2 separate regions of the Anser cygnoides genome follow, and region 1 is linked to region 2. A link is a contact called in public Hi-C data. All regions are on one chromosome and are shown on one strand. Each heading gives the region's core, a stretch centred on a gene start, on an enhancer-like site or on the middle of the called end of the contact. The rest is flanking DNA. Distances are from core to core; before and after follow the strand shown. Region 1 holds the start of CELSR1 (cadherin EGF LAG seven-pass G-type receptor 1). Region 2 holds the start of TRMU (tRNA mitochondrial 2-thiouridylase).

Evidence for each region. A called contact is a pair of places that touch in the nucleus more often than the background predicts.
Region 1: a contact with region 2 is called in a Hi-C map of liver, with 3 times the contacts expected there. The contact joins the promoter of CELSR1 here to the promoter of TRMU in region 2. A contact is called at or near these places in 4 of 7 Hi-C or Micro-C datasets (granulosa cells and liver).

The regions. Positions count from the first base shown.
Region 1 is chr1:16,873,952-16,880,703 of Taihu_goose_T2T_genome, reverse strand. CELSR1 (cadherin EGF LAG seven-pass G-type receptor 1) reads left to right here and starts at 2,043. Exons shown (of 35, transcript XM_048068507.2): 1 at 2,043-5,772. The coding sequence starts at 2,583.
Region 2 is chr1:16,686,302-16,692,506 of Taihu_goose_T2T_genome, reverse strand. TRMU (tRNA mitochondrial 2-thiouridylase) reads right to left here and starts at 4,204. Exons shown (of 12, transcript XM_048068494.2): 1 at 4,051-4,204; 2 at 3,592-3,686; 3 at 1,538-1,644; 4 at 945-1,067. The coding sequence starts at 3,641. GTSE1 (G2 and S-phase expressed 1) reads right to left here. Exons shown (of 12, transcript XM_048068485.2): 12 at 5,913-6,205.

The DNA.
Region 1 (6,752 bases), core at 794-3,293, 190 kb before region 2:
TGCATTTTTATGGCACAATTATATGACAAGTGGTAGAATGCGTGAAAGGGCTCCGGAACAATAGGAATTGTGTAATTAATGAGAAAACAGTGAAACGCCAGATAAACAAGAGAAAATTAACTGCTCGGCAAGTGGCTCCAAGAAAGAAGCGGGCAAGTAACACAAAAGGAGCAGAACAGAGGATTTTGTGTAATTATGCTCATAATTAGTTTCATACAAATGCTTTTACAATATCTTCCCTTTCCAGACTCTTGGATGTTGCCTCTTACTGCAATAAAATGGGAAGAAAAAAGTTTAAACATTCTTTTCTTGTGGATCTATTTAACCTAATAAAAACTCCTGAAACAAGTACTTGGATCTCACATTTAAAAACCTGTAGAGAAGGATTGTGTTGAAACAAAAACTTTATTTTTTATTTTATTTTTTCCCCCAAGATGTGGGCATTAAGTATTGCATGAAGAAAATGCAGAGAGAAAAATATAGACTTAACACCAGGGTGTTTTTTATCCAGATGCCAAGTTAATGTTGATATGAATTAAATCAAGTACAGCATGAGTTGTTTGATTTTTGTGAGCATAAAAGGCACCACGACATGCACTCAAACGTGATAATGGGGAAGTTATTTTTAATTCCTTTTGAACCTATTTTCTTCCTCTTCCTTTTCACGAACTACTGTTTTCATCAGAGGATCAGAAAAGGCAACTAAGCTTCTAAATTCCATTAAAAAAATCTGCTGGAGTAAAGCTGAATCAGCTAAACACCTTCCAAAACTGCAATTTATAAAGCTTTTTTTTTTATTTCCTGACAGACATATTGGCAATAATCCATTTTTTCCCTCCTCCTTGAAATAATGCAGTTCCGGGGATGAAAAGCAGTTGAAAGAATCTTTTCTTTTTTTTTTTTTTTTTTTTTTTTTTTTTTTTTTTTTAATTTCCACGGCTTTCTCGTGAGTACCCAAGAGCCTAATCTCAAAGAGCCTAATCCGAAGAGCAACAGCTCGCCCTAAAAGTTGCCTTCGTGCCTACACGGGGCAGAGCGCATCGCAGAAGCGCAGCGTGCCACCTTCGGCGTCTTCTTGCTTGCCTCTTGCTGGCTTTCTCTGTAACTGGGCCATCGCTTTTTTGGTACTCCTGGCGTTTTTTGGCACCTGTGGCCCATTTTTTTTCCTTTCTCCCAGCTCCCTGCTCCCTCTGCTGCGGTTGGCAGCGCGGGCGCGCAACCTGCGCGCTTCTGGCCGCCCCCACCAGGGGACGCCGCAGCCGCGGGGATGCATTGCAAACCCAACGGGGATATTGCAAACCCAACGGGAACATTGCAAACCCAACGGGGATACTGCAAACCCAACGGGAACATTGCAAACCCAACGGGGATACTGCAAACCCAACGGGGATATTGCAAACCCAGCGGGAGCATTGCAAACCCAAGGGGAATATCGCAAACACAGCGACGGAAAGTGCCCGTCGGAAAGTCAGGGAGAGGAGCGACACCGTGCTCACCGGGGCAAGAGCGAAATGTTGGGCTTTGGCTTTGCTTCTGCCCACAAGCCGGGCGACTTTGCAGCTCGTGCGTTATCTGAAGTCGCCCCAAAGAAATCTTTAGTTGAAGGCTCCGGGTCCTACCTGCTGCTCCGCAGCAAAGCGGCAGCCCTGGGAAAGGCGCAGAGCGCACAGCGCAGCTCCGGCTGGGGGGAACCGGAGTTACCCTCGCTCTGCAAAGCGATCCCACTTTTCTTTCTTTCTTTATACATTTTATTCGCATTTGTTTATTTGTCAATCACTTTAATTTCAGTTTAAACGGCAAACCCGAGACGACAGGTGGCTGCCGCCCGGGGAAGCCAGCCGCTCGCTCCGCGGCCACCCTGGGCACCTTCTCCCTTCTCCTGCCCCCGGAGCCGAGCCGTGCCGAGCCGAGCCGGGGCGCGGAGCCCGCCGCCGAGCTCCGCAGGGCGGGAGCCCCCGGGGGCAGGATCCGGCCCCCGGCCCCCACCCGGGAGGGGCCGGGCGGGGCCGTCGGGAATCCCCGCCCCGGGCAGCCCCCGCGCCGCCGCGGAGCTGCGGGGACGGGACGGGGACGGGGAAAGGGACGGGGACGGGGACAGGGACGGGAAGGGGACGGGGTGGCCGCAGGGACCACGCGGGACTGCGCCGTTCGTGGGGCGGCCCCGCCGAGGGGGCGCTGCGCCCTAGCAGGAGGAGGAGGAAGAGGAGGAGGAGGAGGAGAAAGGAGGGGGGAGTGCTTCGGTATTTAATTTTTTTTTTTTTTTTTGGAGAAGGAGACGAGCAGCAGGTTTATGCTAATCGCCCTCTCGGGAGCAGCAGCGGGAGGAGGAGGAGGAGGAGAGGAGCCATTTTGAACTCACTTCAAAGTTGAAGGTGGAAAAGTTGGAGCTCTCCAGCCCGCCGCCCGCGGACGGGGACGGGGACCGGGACGGGGACCGGGACCGGGACGGGGCGCCCGAGGAGCCCGGGAGGCGGCGGCGGCGGCGGCCGGGGCTGATGGATGAGGGCGGCTGGGCAGCCCGGCGGGTGGATGGATTGTGCGGCAGCCCCCTGCCCGCCGTCTCTGCCTCCTGAGCCCCGGAGATGCCGCGGCTGTCCGCCGCCTCCTGCGTGTCCTGGGCCGCTCTGCTCTGCGCCCTGGCCCCGGCGGGCGGCGGGGAGCTGCGGCCGCCCCGCACCGCCCCGCTCCTCCACCTGCCCCCGGGGGCTGCGGGGCGCCGAGCCCCCGAGCCCCCCGCGCTGCCGCCCGCCGGGAGCCTGAGGGCTGCGGGCACCGCGCTGCGCCGAGCCCCCGGCCCCGCCGAGCCCCGAGGTGGGGGGCTCTGCCCGCGGCGAGCCCGGCGGAGGGGCGTCCCCGAGCCCCCCGCAGCCGGGGGGGTCTCGGCAGGCTGCCCCCCGGCACCCCGGAGCGGTGCGGAGAGCTGGGGGCAGCGGGGAGCGCGGCGGGCGAGGAGCCCCAACAGCCCGCCGCAGTTCCAGCTGCCCAGCTACCAGGTGTCCATCCCCGAGAACGAGCCCGCTGGCACGGCCGTCATCGTGCTGCGGGCCCAGGACCCCGACGAGGGGGAAGCAGGCCGGCTGACGTACTCCATGGAGGCGCTTTTCGACGAGCGCTCCAACGATTACTTCTCCATCGACGCCCAGACGGGCAGCGTGGTCACCGCCCGCAGCCTCGACCGGGAGACGAAGGACACCCACGTCCTGAAGGTGACCGCCTCCGATCACGGCTCCCCGCGCCGCCGCTCGGCCACCACCTACCTGACGGTGACCGTGAGCGACACCAACGACCACGAGCCGGTGTTTGAGCAGCCCGAGTACCGGGAGAGCATCCGGGAGAACCTGGAGGTGGGTTACGAGGTGCTGACCATCCGCGCCACCGACGGCGACGCCCCGGCCAACGCCAACATGCTGTACCGCCTGCTGGAGCCGGGAGCGGGCGACGGGGTCTTCGAGATCGACCCGCGCTCGGGCGTCGTGAGGACCCGAGCCCCGGTGGACCGCGAGGAGGTCTCTGAGTATCACCTGGTGGTGGAAGCTAATGACCAGGGCAAGGATCCAGGACCGCGTAGCGCCACGGCCATGGTGCACATTACGGTCGAGGACGAGAACGACAACTACCCCCAGTTCAGCGAGAAGCGCTACCTGGTCCAGGTGCAAGAGGACGCCCCAGTCAACAGCCAGATACTGCAGGTGCAGGCCACGGATCGGGACCGGGGCAGCAACGCCCAGGTGCACTACAGCATCGTGAGTGGCAACCTCAAAGGTCAGTTCTACATCCACTCCTTCTCCGGTGCCATCGACCTGATCAACCCTCTGGATTACGAGACTATTCGGGAGTACACGCTCCGGATCAAAGCCCAGGATGGGGGCAGGCCTCCTTTAATCAACTCCAGCGGCATGGTGTCGGTGCAGGTCGTGGACGTGAACGACAATGCCCCCATCTTTGTCAGCACTCCCTTCCAGGCCACGGTGCTGGAGAACGTTCCCCTGGGCTACTCGGTGCTGCACATCCAGGCTGTGGATGCGGACTCTGGGGAGAATGCGCGCCTGGAGTACAAACTCATAGAGATGGCACCGCCCGCTGGGGGTGCCCCCACGGCAGGTGACTCGGGGTTCCCTTTTCAGATCAACAACAGCACGGGGTGGATCACGGTGGCCGCAGAGCTGGACCGAGAAACTGTGGAGAACTATCACTTTGGGGTGGAGGCCAGGGACCATGGCGTGCCAGTCATGACCTCCTCGGCCAGCGTGTCCATCACTGTCCTGGACGTGAACGACAACAACCCCACCTTCACTGAGAAGGTGTACCACCTCAGGCTGAACGAGGACGCGGCTGTGGGCAGCAGCGTCCTGACTCTGACGGCAGTGGACAGGGACGTGAACAGTGTCGTGACTTACCAGATCACCAGTGGCAACACGAGGAACCGTTTTGCCATCACCAGTCAGAGCGGAGGGGGGCTGATCACGCTGGCCTTGCCCCTGGATTACAAGCAGGAAAGGCAGTATGTGCTCACAGTCACTGCCTCTGACGGCACTCGCTTTGACACTGTCCAGGTCTTCATCAACGTCACAGATGCCAACACGCACCGCCCGGTCTTCCAGAGCTCCCACTACACGGTGAGCGTCAGTGAGGACAAGCCCATTGGCACCTCGATTGTCACCATCAGTGCCACCGACGAAGACACGGGGGAGAATGCGAGAATCACTTACATTTTGGATGATAACATCCCCCAGTTCCGCATCGACCCCGACACCGGCACCATCACCACCCTGATGGAGCTGGACTACGAGGACCAAGCCTCCTACACGTTGGCCATTACAGCCCACGACAACGGCATCCCCCAGAAATCGGACACCACCTACGTCGAGATCCTCATCCTGGATGCTAATGACAACGCGCCCCGCTTCCTGCGCGACCGCTACCAGGGCTCCGTTTTTGAGGACGTACCGCTCTCCACCAGCGTCCTGCAGCTCTCTGCCACTGACCGTGACTCGGGCCTCAACGGCCGTCTCCTCTATACATTCCAAGGTGGTGATGATGGAGATGGAGACTTCTACATTGAACCCACTTCTGGAGTGATACGCACGCTGCGCAAGCTGGACCGTGAGAACGTGGCTGTCTACAGCCTGCGGGCCTTTGCTGTAGACAGGGGCAGCCCACCCCTGAAAGCCTCTGTGGATATCCAAGTGACTGTGCTGGATATCAACGACAACCCTCCTGTCTTTGAGAAGGATGAATTTGACATCTTTGTGGAGGAAAACAGCCCCGTGGGCTCTATTGTGGCACGAATCAGCGCAGCTGACCCCGATGAGGGGACCAACGCACAGATCATGTACCAGATAGTAGAGGGCAACATCCCCGAGGTCTTCCAGCTAGACTTGTTGAATGGAGACCTCACAGCCCTGATGGACCTGGATTACGAGAGCCGGACAGAGTACGTGATTGTGGTGCAGGCCACCTCGGCCCCTCTTGTGAGCCGGGCGACCGTGCACATCCGCCTCTTGGATCAGAACGATAACCCGCCGGTGCTGCAGGACTTCCAGATCCTCTTCAACAACTACGTGACCAACAAGTCCAACAGCTTCCCCTCTGGCGTGATTGGCAAGATCCCTGCTCACGATCCCGATGTGTCTGACAGCCTGGCCTACACCTTTGTGCAAGGCAACGAATTAAACTTGCTCCTTTTGGACTCTGCCACTGGGGAACTCAAACTCAGTCGAGATCTGGACAACAACAGGCCCCTGGAAGCCCTCATGAAAGTGTCGGTCTCAGGTAAGCAAGCGTTCGAGGTTCATAAAGTGTCTGCTCGTTCGACCAGTGTGGTGGCATGGGCAGAAATAAGCTCCTTGCAGTTTAATGTGCAACTTTCAGTTTCCTGAGGCAGCAATTTATCTGTGAAGTTCTTGGAGAGGAACCACAAAAATGTATCGAGCCCATGTGCTGTGCATTGAAGTGGTGCATTGAAGTCGTTTAGTAAATGTGGATCACGAGGGTAAATAAATATGTGTTTGTGGGGGGGTATATATTCCCTCGGTTTAGGTGGTACTTTGGCTAAAGCTTTTCTGATGTGGTTGCATAAAGGTAGTAAATAATCTAACTTGCAAAGATGCAGGGAATGCACACGTATCTGTAGTGCTTGGGGTTAAGCCTACGATTGGTAAGACGTGATGGCTTCGGAGAGCCAGCTCCTCTCATCCTTTTATTCTCTTTTGTTTACAAAAAAAAAAAAAAAAGGTGAGATTTTGTATCCATGCTTTTTTAACAAGACGTAGCCCGGTTGATTATTCTCATGTGCCCACTGGGAGGTTTGGCTGATTGATCCCTAGGCTTTGGCTCATGTCTCCATTGGCATGGCCTGGGTAGATGTGAGGCTGGTGGGGCTCTGCTGGTTTGACAGGCAGAGTGCTGCTGGGGGACACGGCGGCTCTTGAAGCTACGAGGCTGTGAAATAGTTGTGTAACATGGCTAATGGCTCCAGGGTTGCTGCCTCAGGGCTAAGGGCAGATACTGGCCCAACAGCAGCAAGATCAGCATTGAGAGATCTCTCCCGTTGTGAGGGCGAAGAGGGACGGGTATTGTGCGATTTCCACCCTTGGAGAACTTGTGTGTGTCAGTGGAAACTGTTTCTTCTGTTAGGTAGACTGTTCAGTATGTGCTTTTATGTGAGCATGCATACGCTCTTAGGATATTCTTTTTCTGCTCTGTCGCTTGTTTATCATGGAATTACTTTTTATGCCTCTAATTGTGGCATC
Region 2 (6,205 bases), core at 2,955-5,454:
GCAGGTCTCTTTCCCTTTGGGTGCACTATGTGCTTCAGCTGAGTTACTTTCCTGCATTACGGCCCACAGCAGAGCTGTTTGGGAGATACCCACATTGCCATCCAAACTGCAATAGTTCCACGCAGAGTCAGACCCAGAACAGCATTAATCAAGCTGGCTCAGGTACTGGTAACAACAGAACCACTGTGGTGCAGGTATCAACTTCTGATTATGTACAGCCACAGGCAGGCTATTAAAGTGAAGAGCAAAACCTGCTGCTGCTGTTAGTACCTTTGCTGAGCTGGGAATTACGGCCTTAAAAATGTCTACACTTGCTGCACTTGTACCTTTCAATTGCAGTGTAGGCAGAACCTTAATCTGCCTGGGAAAATCTGGCTCCTACAGGGGAATGGAGAAGGCACTGAATGAAAGATTCTTTTTTCCCCCAGTAAAATTATACTGGAGTCCAATTACTGTATAAAACAATGTTATTAATTTTAACGTTTCAAAGGTCGTAAATCTAAAGATACTACCTAAGCATATCCCCATGATAAGGTCTATTATATACCGAATAGCCAAAGAATACATTCATTAAAAAAAAGAAACACATCGAGTAATTTTTACATAAGTCACTGAAATACTTGACAAAGATTTCCTGAAATGCTTCTCCAGGGTGTGGAAGATAGCCCTGTCTCCTTAATCCACATTACAGCTCCTCCAGAATGTGGATTACTCCTGAAACACTCATTCTTACCCCTCTGCACCTGGATTAGCAAATGTAACACTTGACTGGTCAGTGTAATTTTCAGTGAGGCAAATCCCCTGTTTTGCCCAATCAGCCTTCTAGAGGCTGGGGTTTAAACAGTAATCATCACGTGTGAAGTCGTTAACTTCCCCGATTACGTGACACAAAATATAGTTTAAATTTCTCTTTCATACCTAGGATGAAATATAAAACTACTTACTATTTCTAACTTCAAACCGGTTTCTGAAAAGCCCTTGTGGTCTTTTAGTGTATTTCTGATTAAAAACTTCCTCATCCTCCAGTGACGTCCTAGCATAATGCCCAGTAGCAATTGCATCGGCTCCTAGCAAGGAAAAAAAGGTGAAAAATAAACAAACATAAAACTCACAAAGGCACATACTTGAAATTCACAGTGTAAAGCAGGGCTATAAACATCTAGGAAAAAAGCAGAAAACAACGAAGGAAGAAAACCTAAGGAGAAGTCTTATACTGACAGGCATCACACCCCTGCTATTTAATCAACATGAACTGTTAATCAGCATGTTGGAATTTGTGTTTTTGTACTTTAAGGACCACCCAAGAATGTAAGATTTAATGCTCAGGTCAACATGCATCCCTGAATTAAATCTGCTCCTAAATATATAACAGTAAATTCAAACCCAAATAGTTTACAGATATTGAAATACTGCCACAGAGATGCACAATTTATGCACACAACTGAATTCCTGTTTTTCCCCACCTTTCCAGAAGTTGCTACCATTTTAGCATTTCCCCCGCATACGCTGTGTACTGATGCACTTCAAAGAGCCTTACCAAGGTTATCCATAGCATAGTGAAGAAAGTAGTTGAATTTTATATGCTTGTTACACACAATATCAGGATTAGGTGTCCTTCCCAATTCATACTCTTTTAAGAAGTCACTGTAAAATAAAGAGTCACACGTATATTAACATTATTAGCACTGCACGATACTCTCCAATACAGGAAGATCAGTTACACGGGAGAACTTGAGACCCAGTCATATGAAGCATTTTATGTAAGAGATAAAATATCCATCAGCTTTTAACCTGTAAAAAACAATGCTTGCAGGATTTTCTCCAGACTGAGGGCATGGTCAAACCATCATTCACAATCTTGCACAGTACAGATGATTTATTAAATTACCATTACTCAGGGGAGACACAGCTATCCACTGTGCACATCCTACTTATCTCTTACAAAATACTTATTTTTCAGAATTAAAAAAGCCTGATCAATTTTTCAAAGCTTTTCAAGCAGCCACCAGGAGATTGTGTGTTCCAGCTGCAAGGACACTAGCTTAATCTGTGAGAGCATACCATAAGCAGTCATGGGACCTTGCCTTAACTTTATAGACATTTTTTCCTGCCTTTTTTTTTTTTCCCCACTCAAAAAATAAGTATAGTTTCTCATGGTCAAATTGTAGTTTTTACACTTTCATGCAACTAAAATGCTTAGCATTATTCGCTTGAAAACATTTAAATAACTACTAATAAAATTAAATTAGCATACAGCGATGCACAGAGACAGCAGAAGGCCCAATGTTTGCTTTATTTTGCTTGCCCTCAGTGGTCACTCAAGTCAAAAGGGACAGAGGGCAGAGCCTGGAAAAGAATCTTTACCTGTATTTAAACGAACTACTGAATCTCTCTGATGCAAAGACATGAAACAGACTCTGTACAGACCATGGGAAAGACAAGACCTGAGATAGTTCTCTTGATAAAAGGTGGTTTTTGATGAATAATCCTTTAAAGAGAGACTTCAGGGAATAAATTCAAGCTCAGCGATGACAGTAAGGAAAAAAAGGCTTCTGGAACAAACCAAGATACTTACAACACTTTGCTTGGGAATGCTGTACTAATAAATGATGAGAAGCAAAAGGAAAGCTGATCTTCTGTGATCTTTGATTCATCATTTACAGCCATCCCCCACCCCGCAAGAGTTTTGATACCATTCATTCATTCTCTCACACCAAAAATGAAAATGGAGTGAACCTTCCCAGAACAGGACCATTTTCTTCACTGAATGTGCAAGAGTTTTGTGTTTAACTTGATGCCACTGCCATGTGGCACAGAGATAGCACAACTAAGTTATTCCTCAGTTTCTTCTAAGACAAGGTAACAAGAGCACTACTTAAAGGAGGAGGAAAATGAACTAATGTTGAATAAGTAGGAGAGAAATTTGGTTGTTACACCAATACCTCCCTTCTTCTCCCTTCCAAGAAAACCTTTCAGCTTTCTCCATGCATAACTTTCTTCCATTACAGTGGAACAAAGTCATAGGAAGAGCAAATCTGAACATCCACTTCAGAGAACAACATCAAATTTGTCAGAAATTTTAAGAAGGCTAAGTCATGATTGCTCTGTGATAAACTGGATTCAGCATATACTAATATAACGTACAATGCACTGCATAAATTACACAAATAAACAAGGGTAATAGCATCCCATGACATAATTTTTCCTCAAGCTACGATAATGTTGGGCCAGTATGTAGGAAAAAGAAATGAGCTGCAATAATGGCATTAACATGCATTCATAATAACTGTAGATAAACCTATTAATTTCAAAATTAACGAGTGTATTAAAACCAACAGTTAAATTGTGATGTTAAATGTGAATGAGAGAGAAAACAATTCTGCGTTTAAGGAGCGTCACTACTTCCTTTTAGCACCAATAATACTGCAATAAACTGCCTTTACCATCCTCACTTTTCACAGGAACACGGCACTATGTTAATCTCTTTCTGAAAGACCACCTGTTTTGAGTAGGTTTCTACCTGAATACTTCATTCCAGTATTCCTTCACGTAGGAAACCTGGTGAAAAGGGATATCGAGCTTCTGACAAACCCGGTAAGCATCTTCGCAATCTCGGTCGACGGAGCAAGCTCCTTGCTCATCCAGAGGGTCCCAGTTTTTCATGAAGACGCCCGTCACTTGGTAGCCTACCAAGGGAAGGCAAGGAATGACTGATAAACTGAAAATCTTATAGGGTGGGCCTTAGGACTGTGTTTTTCAAGGCAACCGCGTCCTTCAGAAGATGCGAGAAACTCTGTATTATGCACGCACCCTGCTAGGAGTTTCACAGTAAAGCTATCACGTAATATTTTCGCTAAGGGCAGAGCAATAGCTGACACCCAGATAAGGTGTTTATGAAATCCCCACGGCAACAGCACACAATGCCGAGTTGCTCCGGCTTCCCCCTGCACCACCGGCTCCCTCCGGCGCCCCGAGCCTTGCCTTCCCCTCTCCCTCAGCCCCGGGGGGACCCGGCCGAGACCCGACGGGGGCCCGGCCGCCCTCGCCCACCTCGGCGCCTCAGCAGCAGCGCTGCCACGGCGCTGTCCACCCCGCCGGACACGGCGCAGGCGACATGGCGGGCCCCCGCCCCCCGCAGCATCGCCCCGGCCAGGATCGGCCCGGCTCGGCCCCACCGCCCCTTCCTCCCCGCCGCCCGCCCCTTCCGCCGCCATGGCCCCGGGGGCCGGGCTTAGCGTGAGGGGAGCGAGCGGGGCTGGGCGGTTTCTGGCGAGCAGGGGCAGCTTTTCTCGGCACAGGGGGTTGTCTGAGGGCAGGTGGGACGGGAGGTGGGTGGAGGAGGCGTTATTAAGGCAATTAAAGTGTAAAAGTTAGAGAAGGTGGCCCGAATTTGCTGCCCTTGACCCCCCCCCCCCGCGCAGTCAGTGGGAACCACCTCTGCCAGCTGCTCATCGGCAGAGGACTCGAGTTGTACCGGATAAACCAAGCCACAGTTTGACCCAGTGAAAATCTTAATGTCTAGGATCGATTGCTTCATGTTCGCTACCATTAAATGAGGCAGCAGCTGTGCCACATGCTGCACGATGCAGGTCTGGAGGTCGGGGCAGCCCCCACCCATTGTGGACTTACTGCCGTGAAGTTTGGGCAAGTGACCTGCTCCTTGAAGGGGAAAAGTGGCAGAGTGGGATGCATCTACATGCCGTCAGCTCTCGGTGAATCCCACAACTATTCAGCTGGCCTGATGCCTGCTTTAGGACCATGCAGGGATATGGTTCGCAGGGTAGCTGACACAGCCCACTGAAAATTGCCAATAAAAGAGTTGTTATGGTCATCCCCCAAAACTGTTCTTAACTGACACATAACAGTTGATTCTCTCTCAGTTTCTGAAATAGGGCATAACCTAATTTTAAAATGAAATCACAAATACACCAATACTGGGAGAAAGAGTGGGTGTGGTGTTTCCTTTTTGGTTGTTTTTGGTTGTTTTTAAAGTGTCCCCCTTTGTTTTCATTTGAAACTGTACAAAGAACTAGCTTCTGCACCCTGCTTAAAGGCTACATGAAGACATGGTTTGAGTATTGCTTTAACTGAGCAGCAGACTCCTAAGTGAAATTTTAGTAAATGCCTTGGTTATCCATCTCACTTTTTGCAGAGGGAAAGCAGGAACAAGAAAAAGTATAGAAATTCTACGTCACAGTGGGTCATACTTAGTAGGACGGGGTGGCATGGTTGCTCCCTCTGACTCAGAAGTCTTCACAACCTTGCCAGAAGTCTTGGTTCACAAGTCTGATGCTGCAGTAACCACAGAAAAGGCAGCCATGGTAAAAAGTAAAGTACCTCCACCTAAAGCAGCCTTGTTCAACATCAGTATTTAACAAACTCATCTGAACACTTTTTCCCTATTTAGACAGTTGGTCTCAAAGTTACCAATGGATAGAATATTTCCAGAAGCTGATTAACTTTTATACGTTGATATACTAAGCTAATACATGCACAGCAGAAGCTTCTGGTCTCCAAAACAGATATCTGACTTTAACAGTTATGTGCTACTATTGTGTGCATTTTCATTTCCACTCACCTCTCTGTATTTAAAAGTCTCCACATATCATGAAAGTGTTGCAAACTCTAATTTTTCTGCTATTTGAAAGGGAGAAATTTAAGCCTTCAAATGTCAAGACCAAGCCATCTGGCAATAACATGCTGTTACTTTCTTCATTGAATCATACAATCATCCAGCTGTTAATGTTAGTATATTCCACTAATTCAACAGTAAAGAATTTATTTCCTGACTTGCAACACTTTTGTATTAAAAACTGAAATCCACTAGTTTTACCTGCATTGTAAGATTTTAGTGAAACATTAAAATAGACTGACCAAATCCTGTAGTAAGAGATTCCTAGTTTGTACAACAGTTTGTTAGTTAAACCCGTTTATTTTTAAGTTAAATCTTCATTGCACATAGGAAATAAAGACACAAAGGACAACCAGTAAGAAATAAAAAAATGCAGGCTTCCAATACAGAGACTATCCCTTTGACTTAAACTTTAAATACGCCGTTGTGGTATATCCATGAGGAAAACTCTTCGTCGGACTGAGTTTTACTGTATAAGGACTCTTACAATTCTATTGCTACAGCATTTCACCATTCATCTTCATAAAGCTATGTGAGTGAAGAGTAGCACCTAACACTTTAAAGATCACAGAT